Regions from separate parts of the Macaca mulatta genome. Here region 2 is linked to region 1. The links are chromatin contacts, called in public Hi-C maps. All regions are on one chromosome and are shown on one strand. Each heading gives the region's core, a stretch centred on a gene start, on an enhancer-like site or on the middle of the called end of the contact. The rest is flanking DNA. Distances are from core to core; before and after follow the strand shown. Region 1 holds the start of IFT27 (intraflagellar transport 27). Region 2 overlaps LOC114670362 (a long non-coding RNA gene).

Evidence for each region. Hi-C and Micro-C count contacts between places; a contact is called where the count stands out from the background.
Region 2: a contact with region 1 is called in a Hi-C map of fetal cortex germinal zone, with 3 times the contacts expected there. The contact joins the enhancer-like site here to the promoter of IFT27 in region 1. A contact is called at or near these places in 6 of 14 Hi-C or Micro-C datasets (blood, cortical neurons, fetal cortex germinal zone and 3 more).

Annotation. Positions count from the first base shown.
Region 1 is chr10:14,772,770-14,778,413 of T2T-MMU8v2.0, reverse strand. IFT27 (intraflagellar transport 27) reads right to left here and starts at 3,188. Exons shown (of 8, transcript XM_077949839.1): 1 at 3,100-3,188; 2 at 2,762-2,868. The coding sequence starts at 2,795.
Region 2 is chr10:15,000,941-15,006,110 of T2T-MMU8v2.0, reverse strand. The region is part of intron 1 of LOC114670362 (a long non-coding RNA gene); the gene reads left to right. Among named protein-coding and RNA genes, the nearest start is that of EIF3D, 12 kb to the left of the region's middle. Within about 2 kb of position 2,505, at least 8 of the 40 cell types and tissues checked have an H3K27ac peak or open chromatin away from gene starts, as enhancers often do.

The DNA.
Region 1 (5,644 bases), core at 1,939-4,438:
ATTTCTGGGCTGAGGTCTTTTGGCCCCTGGGAACTTTCAAGAGGAAATGCTGTGGAAGCCTTGAAGAGGCTGCAGATTGAGGCGCAGGCTGGAGTTCAGGAGCCATTAACTAGGCAGTGGCTGCATTCAGGTGAAAGAACTGCCCAAGGGAGTTGGGGTAAAGAAGGGCACAAAGAGGCCAGGCACGGTGGGTGGCTCATGCCTGTAATCCCAGCATTCTGGGAGGCTGAGGCGGGCGGTTCACTTGAGGTCTGGAGTTCGAGACCAGCCTGACCAACATGGCGAAACCCCATCTCTACTAAAAATACAAAAATTAACTGGGCATGGTGACATGTGCCTGTAACCCCAGCTGCATGGGAGGCTGAGTCAGGAGGCGGAAGTTGCGGTGAGCTAAGATTGTGCACCACTGCACTCCAGCCTGGGAGACAGAGTGAAATTACGTCAAAAGAAAAAAAAAAGGGCCGGGCACAGTGGCTCATGCCTGTAATCCTAGCACTTTGGGAGGCTGAGGCAGGCGGTTCACCTGAGGTCAGGAGTTCAAGACCAGCCTGGCTAACATGGTGAAACCCCGTCTCCACTAAAAATACAAAAAATTAGCTGGGCATGGTGGTGGATGCCTGTAATCCCAGCTACTCGGGAGGCTGAGGCAGGAGAATCGCTTGAACCCGGGAGGCGGAGGTTGCAGTGAGCTGAGATTGTGCCATTGCACTCCAGCCTGGGCTACGAGAGTGAAATTCCATCTTAAAAAAAAAAAAAAGAAAGAAAAAGGCCCAGAGGAGCACAGCTTGAGGACAGTGTAGCTTCGGCTAAAGCCCTGGAAATCAGACTAGGACCCAGGGTCTGGATCATACAGCTCTGCCGATTCCAGCTCTGTGACGCAAGGCAAATGTTCTCATTTTTCTGGGCCTCAGTTGCCTCATCTGTAAATGAAGATGGCAATAAGACCAATCCCCCAGGGTTGCCATGAGGATTCAGTGAGACCACCTGTACCGAGGGTCTAGCACCGAGCTGATGCACCCAAAGCGCTCATTAAGTTAGCTCCATCATGAAAACCGAATGTAAAAAGAACACAGAGAGAAGCCCATTTAAAAAAAAATGTAACTTCAGAAAATAATGTTCCCACCTTATCCATAAGGAAATTAAAGCTCAAAAAAGTGCTTTGTCCAAGATGACACAGCCAGTAAGAGGAACAGGCAAAATTACTTTTGTTACACAACACTGCCTCCTCTGGTGTTCTGGAAACTGGAGACTCTCCTGAGAACCATTAATTTCTTTTGCTCCAGTATGATTCAGTTACTACTGTCAGTCATCTTTCTGTGTGACCCTTTTATTTTCAAAGTATAAAAGCTATTAAAAATATCATAATTTATTCTCAGTCTGGAAGAGGGGAATTTTTTAAAAAAGAAATCTTTTTCTCTATATAATTTCTCACCACTTCTTTCCTGAGCTGGCCAGGGAAGCCTGGAAAGGTCACAGGTCTGAACAGAAACACGAGTTAAGAGTTTTGGAGTTGGGCAGATCGAGGGGCTGAAATCCTGCCTACGAGCTTCACTAGGGGTTGACCTTGGCTGACATCTCTCAGTGCTTCAGTAAGATCAGAACAATCCAGTACCTGGCCAGGTGCGGTGGCGCACGCCTGCAATCCCAACACTTTGCGAGGCTGAGGCGGGCGGATCGCCTGAGGTCAGGAGTTCGAGACCAGTCTGGCCAACATGGTGAAACCCCGTCTCTATTCAAAATACAAAAAAAAAAAAAAAATTAGCCGGGCATGGTGGTGTGTGCCTGTAATCCCAGCTACTCAGGAGGCTGAGGCAGGGGAATTGCTTGAACCAGGGAGGTGGAGGTTGCAGTGAGCCGAGATCGTGCCACTGCCCTCCAACCTGGGTGACAGCGTGAGACTCTGTCTCAAAAAAAAAACAAACAAAAAAGAACAATCCAGTACCTAGCCCAGTGTGCTATGGTGAGACGATTACACGAAATATGTGTGCCTCACATGCAGTAAGGACTCAGTAGCATGCATATGTGTTTCGTAGTCTATAATCCAAGCTATTGTTTTTCTAAATGTGCAGAGTGATACAAGGGGCACACTACAAATGTGCATGCCATATATTCATCCATTCTGAAAGTATTTATTGAGTACCCACTATGTTCCAGGCATTGTTCTGGATGCTTGGGATGTATCAGTCAACAAAACAAAGATTCCTGACTTTGGGAGTCTCAACATTTATGCCCTTCTTGGAAAGGGGCAGCACAGTAACTTTGGGTCTTAAAGACAACACACAAGTGCCTTTTGCAAACTCTGGTCACTACACTCAGGTCACCGTTATCAGAGGGGGTGAGGTCAGGGAAAAAAAATCCCATAGTAAAGACTACCAAAGTCACTGATGCCTAACTTTGGGGTACAGTAAATGTTTAGCTAAAGCACTCAAGGTTTGCTTAAGTTTTGTTTGTTTTGTTTTAACAAGTCTGCTCCTCTAGAGTTTTAACTAGTGATTTTTTAACGAGTCAGCTCAACTGGTAAAGGTGGTCTCAGAGTATGTGACAGGGAGCAGGGGGAAATCCACCGGAGCTGCGAAGTGCCCTGGAAGATCATTCTTCCGCGCCTAATGTAACTTACTGTATCAGTAATTGCTGTAACTCGCCTTCGGCAGAGAGAAAGGAAAAGAAGGTAGGCAATTTAGGTGAACAAAAGCTTTGGATGAATTATGAAGGCTCTGGACTCCAGAGACCACCGTATTCAAGCGCAAATTTTTAGACTCACCTGCCAGGATGCATTTGGCTGCCAGCTTCACCATGGTAACCAACACTCCCGCGAGCCGTACCCAGAGCACAAGAGCGGCTGCTAGAGGCTTCGGGCCCTGGGCTGGCCTGGGACGGGAAGGTGGGGAGGGCTGATCTCAAGGGCCAGTGGCCGCGACGGGACTGGGGATGACCAAGCCCGGCCCTTCTGGGCTGAGGGCGAAAATCGGGCGCTGGGGGCGGGTGGGCAGGGGAGGGCTCCAGGTGGGCCCGGCTCGAGGCCCGACACGGCAGTCTGAAAAGGTGCAAGAGAGCGGACACGGTCTGTGCTCCCTGCCCAGCCCCTCAGCACAGCCCTACCCAGCGGGATCAGGGAAAGACGACCCGGCTCTCCTCCTGCCACAAGTACAGCACCTAATGCACTCTCTAGGTAACCATAGCCCACCTGCCCCGCCTCCTCCTCCTCGCTGACCCTCGATTGGCTGCCGCCAAAAGCTCTCACCCTCGAGGGCTCCAAAAACCCAATGGGAGTAAGGAGTTGGGATAACAGCCTTTTCTTGAGATGCAACTCGTAGGATTATCTGTTCTTCAAGTTCATTCTGCTTGACGAGTGGTTGCTATTGACGTCAGTCAGCTTTATATCCCGCCCCCACTGCGCCCCAGAGTCCCGAGATAAAGAAGCCTCCACGTCAAGCAGCCAGAAGCGGTGATAAAAGAAGCTTTCTGATTGGTCAGAGTCTGGCTTGACCCGTCTTCGGGTTGAATGGGGATTCGCCACTCCCGCTGTCCTTCTAGAAGTGGGTTCGCCTACAAAGGGGCAGGTTGGGCGCCAGACAGTCTGGAGTGGCGCCTGCGCAGTGGGCCAGGTCGCGGCGTAGAGGCCGTTCTGACTTTGTTTGACTTCGCAGCGGTTCTGCCGGTTTCCCCGGTTCCCGGGTTCTGCACAACGCTGCTATGACAGTGCATCGAGAAGTTCAGTCCTTGCCCCGCATCCCGCAGGGAAATGTAATTTTTAAAGCCCAAAAATGTTATGAGCTTTAAAATCTAAAATATGAAAGTGTTTAAAGTGATGTTTGTGAACAAAGGGAGAACAAGTACACTTTGATGGGGCTGAGCGGTGAGACTTGGAAACTTGAGGTCGTATTTTCCTCTTAGTCCATTTACTCTCTGCAAAAGGAGAATGCATCACTCACCTCGTTGCCCATCACCCAGGGAGGCTCTCTGTGCGCATTTACCGGGTTGGGGGTGCCTCTTCCACGTGGTTGGGGGTCAAAGACCTAAATCACTGCCATCTCCCTGACCTGGGCAAGTCATCTCATCCCTCAGTCTCTCAGGATGGGCCTAGGAGAACCTGCCTCGTGGGGTGATTGTGGGGATGGAAGGAGAGAAACTTGTAAGTGCCTGGGACATAGTAAGTGCATACATGATTGTGGGGTGGATGGGAGAGCGGAAGCTTATCTGGACAGATTTGGTTTATCATCACTGTCATTGGTTGGCCGAATGTACCCCCTGTTGTCACTCCTTTGAGGCCCCTGGGATCTCTGATGGCTGACGCTGAAGGGAAGAGCAGCCTCTCAGCAAAGGTACCTGCCTGAAAGTTCCACATTCCCTCCAGACGCCTAGAACATTCCACCTCTCTGCCACTCTCCATCTCAGGGTGGCCGCCAGCCTTGTGTTGGGGAATAAACACACACTCTATGAATGACTGATGGTTTCAGCTGCAAATCCAGAGTAAATGCAAGTTGTCTGAAATGTTCTTTCCTTGGAGTTCATTCCTGGTGTTACAGTAAAGGTCTGTTTCTCCTTCATTCTCCGTAACTGCTTTTCTTCTTTGGTGACATCACGTGAGTCGTCTCAGACACCCCAGGTCCGGTGAGCAAAAAGCTTCTTTCTGGTCTTCTGCCTCCCTCTTGCCAGCTCCCCTCCAGGTCAACCTGTTCACCATGAGTAACCCTGTTAATCCCATAAGGGGCCCCATTCAGTGCGTCACCCTCCTGAGGCAGCTCCACTTAGCTAAGACACAGACACACATCGGGGCAGCCTCTGAAGCCTCCGTTCCTTCATTTTGCAAGGTGGGTAATGACAGAGCAGGGACATCGCCAACTTGGAGAAGCGCCGCCATTTTAAAGTTCCCCTTGATCAGAAACTGCCTAAGTCCAACCCAAAGGTCATCAACCTAAGGGCTAATGTCAAAATGACCATAAACCACAAATGACATCTCCAATCAGAAACATTACAACCCTAAGATAAACCGCTCCCCCCTCCTCCACCAGAAACATGCAACCCCATAAGCCCTCTTGGTGACTCCAACAGATGCTCATGTTGAGAACTGCTTTTCTTAGCTAATGCCAGAACCCACCTTTATCTACTCTGTTGGGCCATTTTACTGTTTCTCAAGCTCTTCGGGAACGTTCCCACCTCAGGGTCTTTGTACGCACTGTTCCCAATGAAACTGTATGATTTTCCTTCATGCTCTTCGGATCTCAGCTCAAATGTCATGCCTTCGGGGAGCCCTCCCAAACACACAATTTAAGCATCGCCCCCAATCTGTCAGTCTCAATCTCCTTGACTTACTTTACTTTCTTTGTAGCGTTCACTACTGCCAGAGATTACACAGTCTGTCCCTCTGTATCCGCGGGGGATTGGGAACCACAGATATCAAAATCCGGGGCTACTCAAGTTCCCTATATAAAATGGTGTAATATTTGCACAAAACCTACACACATCCTCCTGTATACTTTAAGTCACCTCTAGATTACTTCCAGTAACTAATAAAATGGAAATACTATGGAAATATTGGTATACTGTATTTTATTTGTATTATTTTTTATTGTTGCTTTTTTTAAATTTTTCTTTTCCCCAGATGTTTGCAACGTGCAGTTGGTTGAATCCAGAGATGTGGAAC
Region 2 (5,170 bases), core at 1,256-3,755, 230 kb before region 1:
GTGACTTGTGTGGGGTCACACAGCCTGCTGATGGCAGAAGTGGGGCTAGAACTAGGATTACCAACCAGAAACATTTCTGGACTACTTTCCCTAGAACCAGGGCTGTCAACCAGAAACAGTTCCGGGCCACTCTACCTCCCTTGTCTCTGGATTCCTCGGGAGTTAGGAGGATACGTACTCCGGCATCTTAGACTTGAGTCCTGCCTCTGCCACTTACTTGCAGTATGACCTCAGTTAAATCACTTCCTTTCCTTAAACCTCAGTTTCCTCATCTGTAAGGTAGGGCTAAGGATTCTGACCTCAGAGGAGTGTTCTGAGGGCCAACCATTGAGAAAGTGGACAGGGGGCAATCTCAGACATCTCATTAGCTCAAGAGGACTCTAGATACGTGAGGGTCATTATGATTGTTGACAAATAGCCACTTCTCCCAACAAATTTTGGCATCATCTGTTTAACAGTGACCTTGAAAGGGAACCATCCCCCACTTTGCCCTTGCCAGTCCCTTAAAGGAGCACGCATGGCCTTTGGTCAGGCTTGGACCCTGGAAGGGAGAGCTTTGGGATTCTCTGACTTTGGGTGTGAGCAGGGCCCTGGATGCAGAGCCCAAGGGTTCCCCTCTCCTAGGAGGCTCCAGGGTCACAGCAGGTACTGGGGTAGAGATGGGAAGGAAGCAGAATTTCCTGGGCAAAAGAGGAGAAATGTCAATAATTCTTTTGTTTTCTTCAAGGCACCTACCTGCCTATTAGGGGCTCCCCTTAAATCCCATGTCTGTGGCTGGAACTATTGAGACTCTTCCACTTTGGGGAAGTCCCACTGTCCTGAGTTCAAATCCTGACTTTTCTCCATATTAGTTGAGTGTGACTTTGGACAAGATTTCAAATTCCTCTAAACTCCAATGTCCTCATCTACAAAATGGGCCCCTTAGAGTACTTATTTGGTAAGGTTTAGTGGGAATTAAGTGAGATTATGTGTGAAAGCGTTTAGCACAGTACAGAGCTCAGTCAATGCCCGTTATTACTGTGATTGGAAATTAGAATGATTACCACCCATCGTGTTTGTATAACACTTGACCATTTCTAAACTTATGCTTCTCTTACGCCATTTGATCTATGCAATGACTCTTTGAGGTGGCCAGTGCAGGGATCATGACCTCATTGCATAGATGAGACAACTGGTGCTCAGAGAAGGCAACAGTCTACTCAAGGTCACACAGCTTGAGCATGGCAGAATGGCAGAGCCAAGTTCAAGTCTTGTTTTTTTTTTTTTTGAGACAGAGTCTGGCTCTATTGCCCAGGCTAGAGTGCAGTGGAACGATCTTGGCTCACTGCAACCTCTGCCTCCCGGGTTCAAGCGATTTCCTGCTAATTGTCGTGTTTTTAGTAGAGACGGGGTTTCACCATGTTGGCCAGGCTGGTCTTGAACTCCTCACCTCAAGTGATCCACCCGCCTCAGCCTCTCAAAGTGCTAGGATTACAGGCATGAGCCACCGCACCTGGTCTCGAGTCTTCTGAGATGAAGAATGAACAGCACCTTCCACAGGGCCGGCCCAAACCAGACCAGGCTTTGACCACGTCGTTGGTTGTTCACCCGGGGTGCTTCATATCTCCCAAAAACTCCTTGATAGAGAAATAATCCAGAATGCTGTTTCAAACCCTTGTTGCCTCTGTTTGTACTCTGAGCCTGTACCACCTCTGGGGACGAAGAAACTTCTCCTTGCCCCGTGGTGTCAAACGGACTTTTCCTTGAATTTGTCCTAAACGAATCTCAGCAGCCTGCATTGGGTCGGTCAAAGCACTCGGCCAGAAGGTCTGTGTGCTCTGCACTGTGGCCACAGGATGGCGCTGTTCCACAACTCATGAAAAATCAGGCCCGGTCCCCGGACTGCGTTTCAACGCATCAAGATCATTTAAACACCTACTATGTGCAAGTCGCTGTGCCTGCTGCCGGGAGGGCTTCAGTTATTCAATACTGTTATGTTAAGCTATATTAATAATAGCCGTAATAACATCGGTACAGGTCTTCATAGTTTATTGAGCAATTTACGTGCATTATCTGGTTCTATCTGCAAGCAGTCCTGATGCGTTAGATTAGGTGGGTCTTTCCGTCCCACTTGAGGAGGAAACTGAGGCACAGAGGATGATAGAACTTATGTAAAGGCACGGAGGAGAGAGGCACATGATAGACATTTGATGAATTGTAGGTGGTGGATGGAATGAGGCAGACCCAGGCATCTGTCTCCTCCAGGCTGTTATTCATCCGTGAGGGCAGGGATTGTATCTTATTTGTCTTTCTGTCCCCGCTCCTAGCGCGGCTTCTGATTGAGGGCTTCCGCAGAGCTCTGTGGCAGGCAGAGGAGAGGCAGGGGGATGCCCTGCAGGCTGCAATGCTGAACAGCTCCCGGAAAGCTCTCTGAGGGTGTGCAGGCTGAGAGAGGCGGCGTCTGGGCTGGAGATTGCAAAGAGAGGAGGTCACTACCTTCACTGTGTAGCATTTGCAGGCCATGAATGGCTCACCATAATTCAGTCCCTGAAGGCGCCAAGTAGCTGAGTGGTCAGGAATGATTCATGCATTCCACAAACGTTTTCTGAGTTCCTGTTACACGCTAAGCATTAGGAATACAGATATGCAAATACAGCCTCTGTCCCCCCGGAGCTTCCAGAGCAGTGGGGGAGATAGAGGGCAAAGAGCTAGCAATGTGGTTTGGTTTGAATTGCCCAGAGGTCTGTACTGAGTGCCACGGGGTAACCAAGTCTAGGAGGCGCAGGGTGAGGGCTACAAGAGGAGGAGACCTTTTGCAGCATTTGAAGGATGAAATGAGTTTGCAGATTACCAAAGAAAGGCACATGAGGACTGGGGGAAGGAAAGCGTCAGGGGCAGTGGGGTGTGTACAGGCAGGAGCTGTCAAAGGACGTCCGTCCGTCATGCGTTTGAGGATGGGTAACAGATGCAGTAGGAAAGACAGTGGGACCAGCAGGGAGGGCCTTGAAAGCTGTATCCTGAGGACTGTGAATTGCATCTTGTATTTGTCAGGGAATCACCATGGTGGGAGCTGTGCTAGGAGCTCACAGTTCCACGGGGAAGGTGGGCAAAGAGAGGCCCATCACTCATGTTTACTGAGCCCTGACTATTTTGTGGTGCTAAGCACTTCTTGGGGCTGGGTTTATTGTCTGTCTTACAAGGCAGGTACTGTGATCATCCCATTTTATAGATGAGTAAACTGAGACTAGGGATGCTGACATAAGTTTTTCCCAAGCTCATAAAACTGGTACTAGTGGAGTCAGGACTGGCCTTTTTTTTTTTTTGAGACGGATTCTCACTCTGTTGCCCAGGTTGGAGTGCAGTGGCATGATCTTGGCTCACTGCAACCTCTGCCTCCCAGGTTCAAGTGATTCTCCTGTCTCAGCCTCCTGAGTAGCTGGGATTACAGGCACACGCCACCATGTCTGGCTAATTTAAAAATATTTTTTAATAGAGACAGGGTTTCACCATGTTGGTCAGGTTAGTCTTGAACTCCTGACCTCGTGATCCACCCGCCTTGGCCTCCCTCCCTCCCCAGAGGCGACCACTCTTACAATCTCTTGTGTTTTTTATTTTCTGGAGACTTTACCTGTTTGTTTTGTAAGAGGTGTTTTATATAGACAGAAGCACAAAAGGCAAGACAAGTGCCTGTTAACCACAGACGTGGGCTTTGGGACGAGCCAGTGTGGGTTTAGATCTTGACTTTTTTTGAGAACTTGACAAGTGTCACCATTAAATGATGGTTTGGGCAAAGAGTTGGCAGGCTTGGAGGGTGGGATGAGGATGGCAAGGGGTAGGGATGTGGACATCAAGAGGTCTGTGTGCACAAGTGTGACGGTGTGGGCCTGGACTGGGGGTGAGGTGATCAGATAGGGACAGGAAATGCGGACCGCAGGGGCCTGGTGATAGACCAAGCAGGGATGAGGCAGGGGAGAGTGGCTGCTGTGGGGCTGTCATAGCCGGTGGGCGTTTGGCAGGGTGGAAGGCACAGTAAGAGGAAGAGAGGCAGCCTGCGGGCTTGGCTTAGGACAGTACCTCTCTAAGGCTCATGCTGACTCTGGAGCAGTTCCAGCCCACGGTGCCATGCACACGAGCCAGGAAGCTAGGTGGGTGGGCCCGGAAGGAGGCCATGGGCTCAGGAGCCCGGGACGTCTGGCCCCGGTGCCTGGTGGGGATTCTGGACAAGCCAATCCCTCTCCAGGCATCTGTGCAGGTCAGTACCACACGGAAGCCCCTCGTCCCTGTTGGTCTTCACTACGGAGCGAGAGGCAGGGAAAGACTTCGGAGATGCCGGGCTGGGATGGGCTGGGGGCTTGGAATTCCTGCCCAGAGGTTTTCAGGGTGGCATCTGAGCAAGTGTCCACAATGTGCAGCGCTCTCCCAGGCAGGATGGGCACCCGTACATGTTTGCATATGTGTACTTTACATGTTATACGTAATGCAACGTAATACATGTTATTTTGCTTGGTTCTTACTTCCCCTTTTAGAAGCCAGTTGATATATGATGAGTTGGTGCCTCCCATTCTTTTTGATGCACAAACGGCTCGTTGAGGATCCTAAGTCTGTGCCCCAGTCCCCGTAGTCCGTTCACTTCCTGGCTTCCTGGAAGAACAAGATGCCGCCATCTCTTCTTGTTCTTTCCCTGCCCCACTCCCAGAATCAGCTGTTTTTCCAAGGACCCCGAGTTTTCTTCCCTGAGAAATGCTATTTGGGTGGGGGAGAGGGTGGGAAGCAACAAGCTGTGGGGGAAGCGCCCCAATCTGGCCAATCCCTTTGCTCTTGTGACCTTGAGCAAGTCCCTTGGGGCATTAGGGGACCAGTTGCGTCCTTTCTAGACTCATCTGAGGCCAAGAAGATGTGGGAAGCACTCATCCTGTGTGCCCGGGAGCTGGAATGGCACAGCCCCAGCTCTGCCCCTGTGTGGCTGTGTGATTCTGGGTTCCTTAACCTCTCTGAGCCTCAGTCCTCATCTGTGAGATAGGAATAATACAAGACTCACTCCCTCTTTTTTTTTTTTTTTTTTTAGAGACAGGGTCTTACTCTGTTGCCCAGGCTGAAGTGCAATGGCATGATCATAGCTCATTGCACCCTTGAACTCCTGGGTTCAAACGATCCTCCCGACTCAGCCTCTCAAAGTGCTGGGATTACAGGC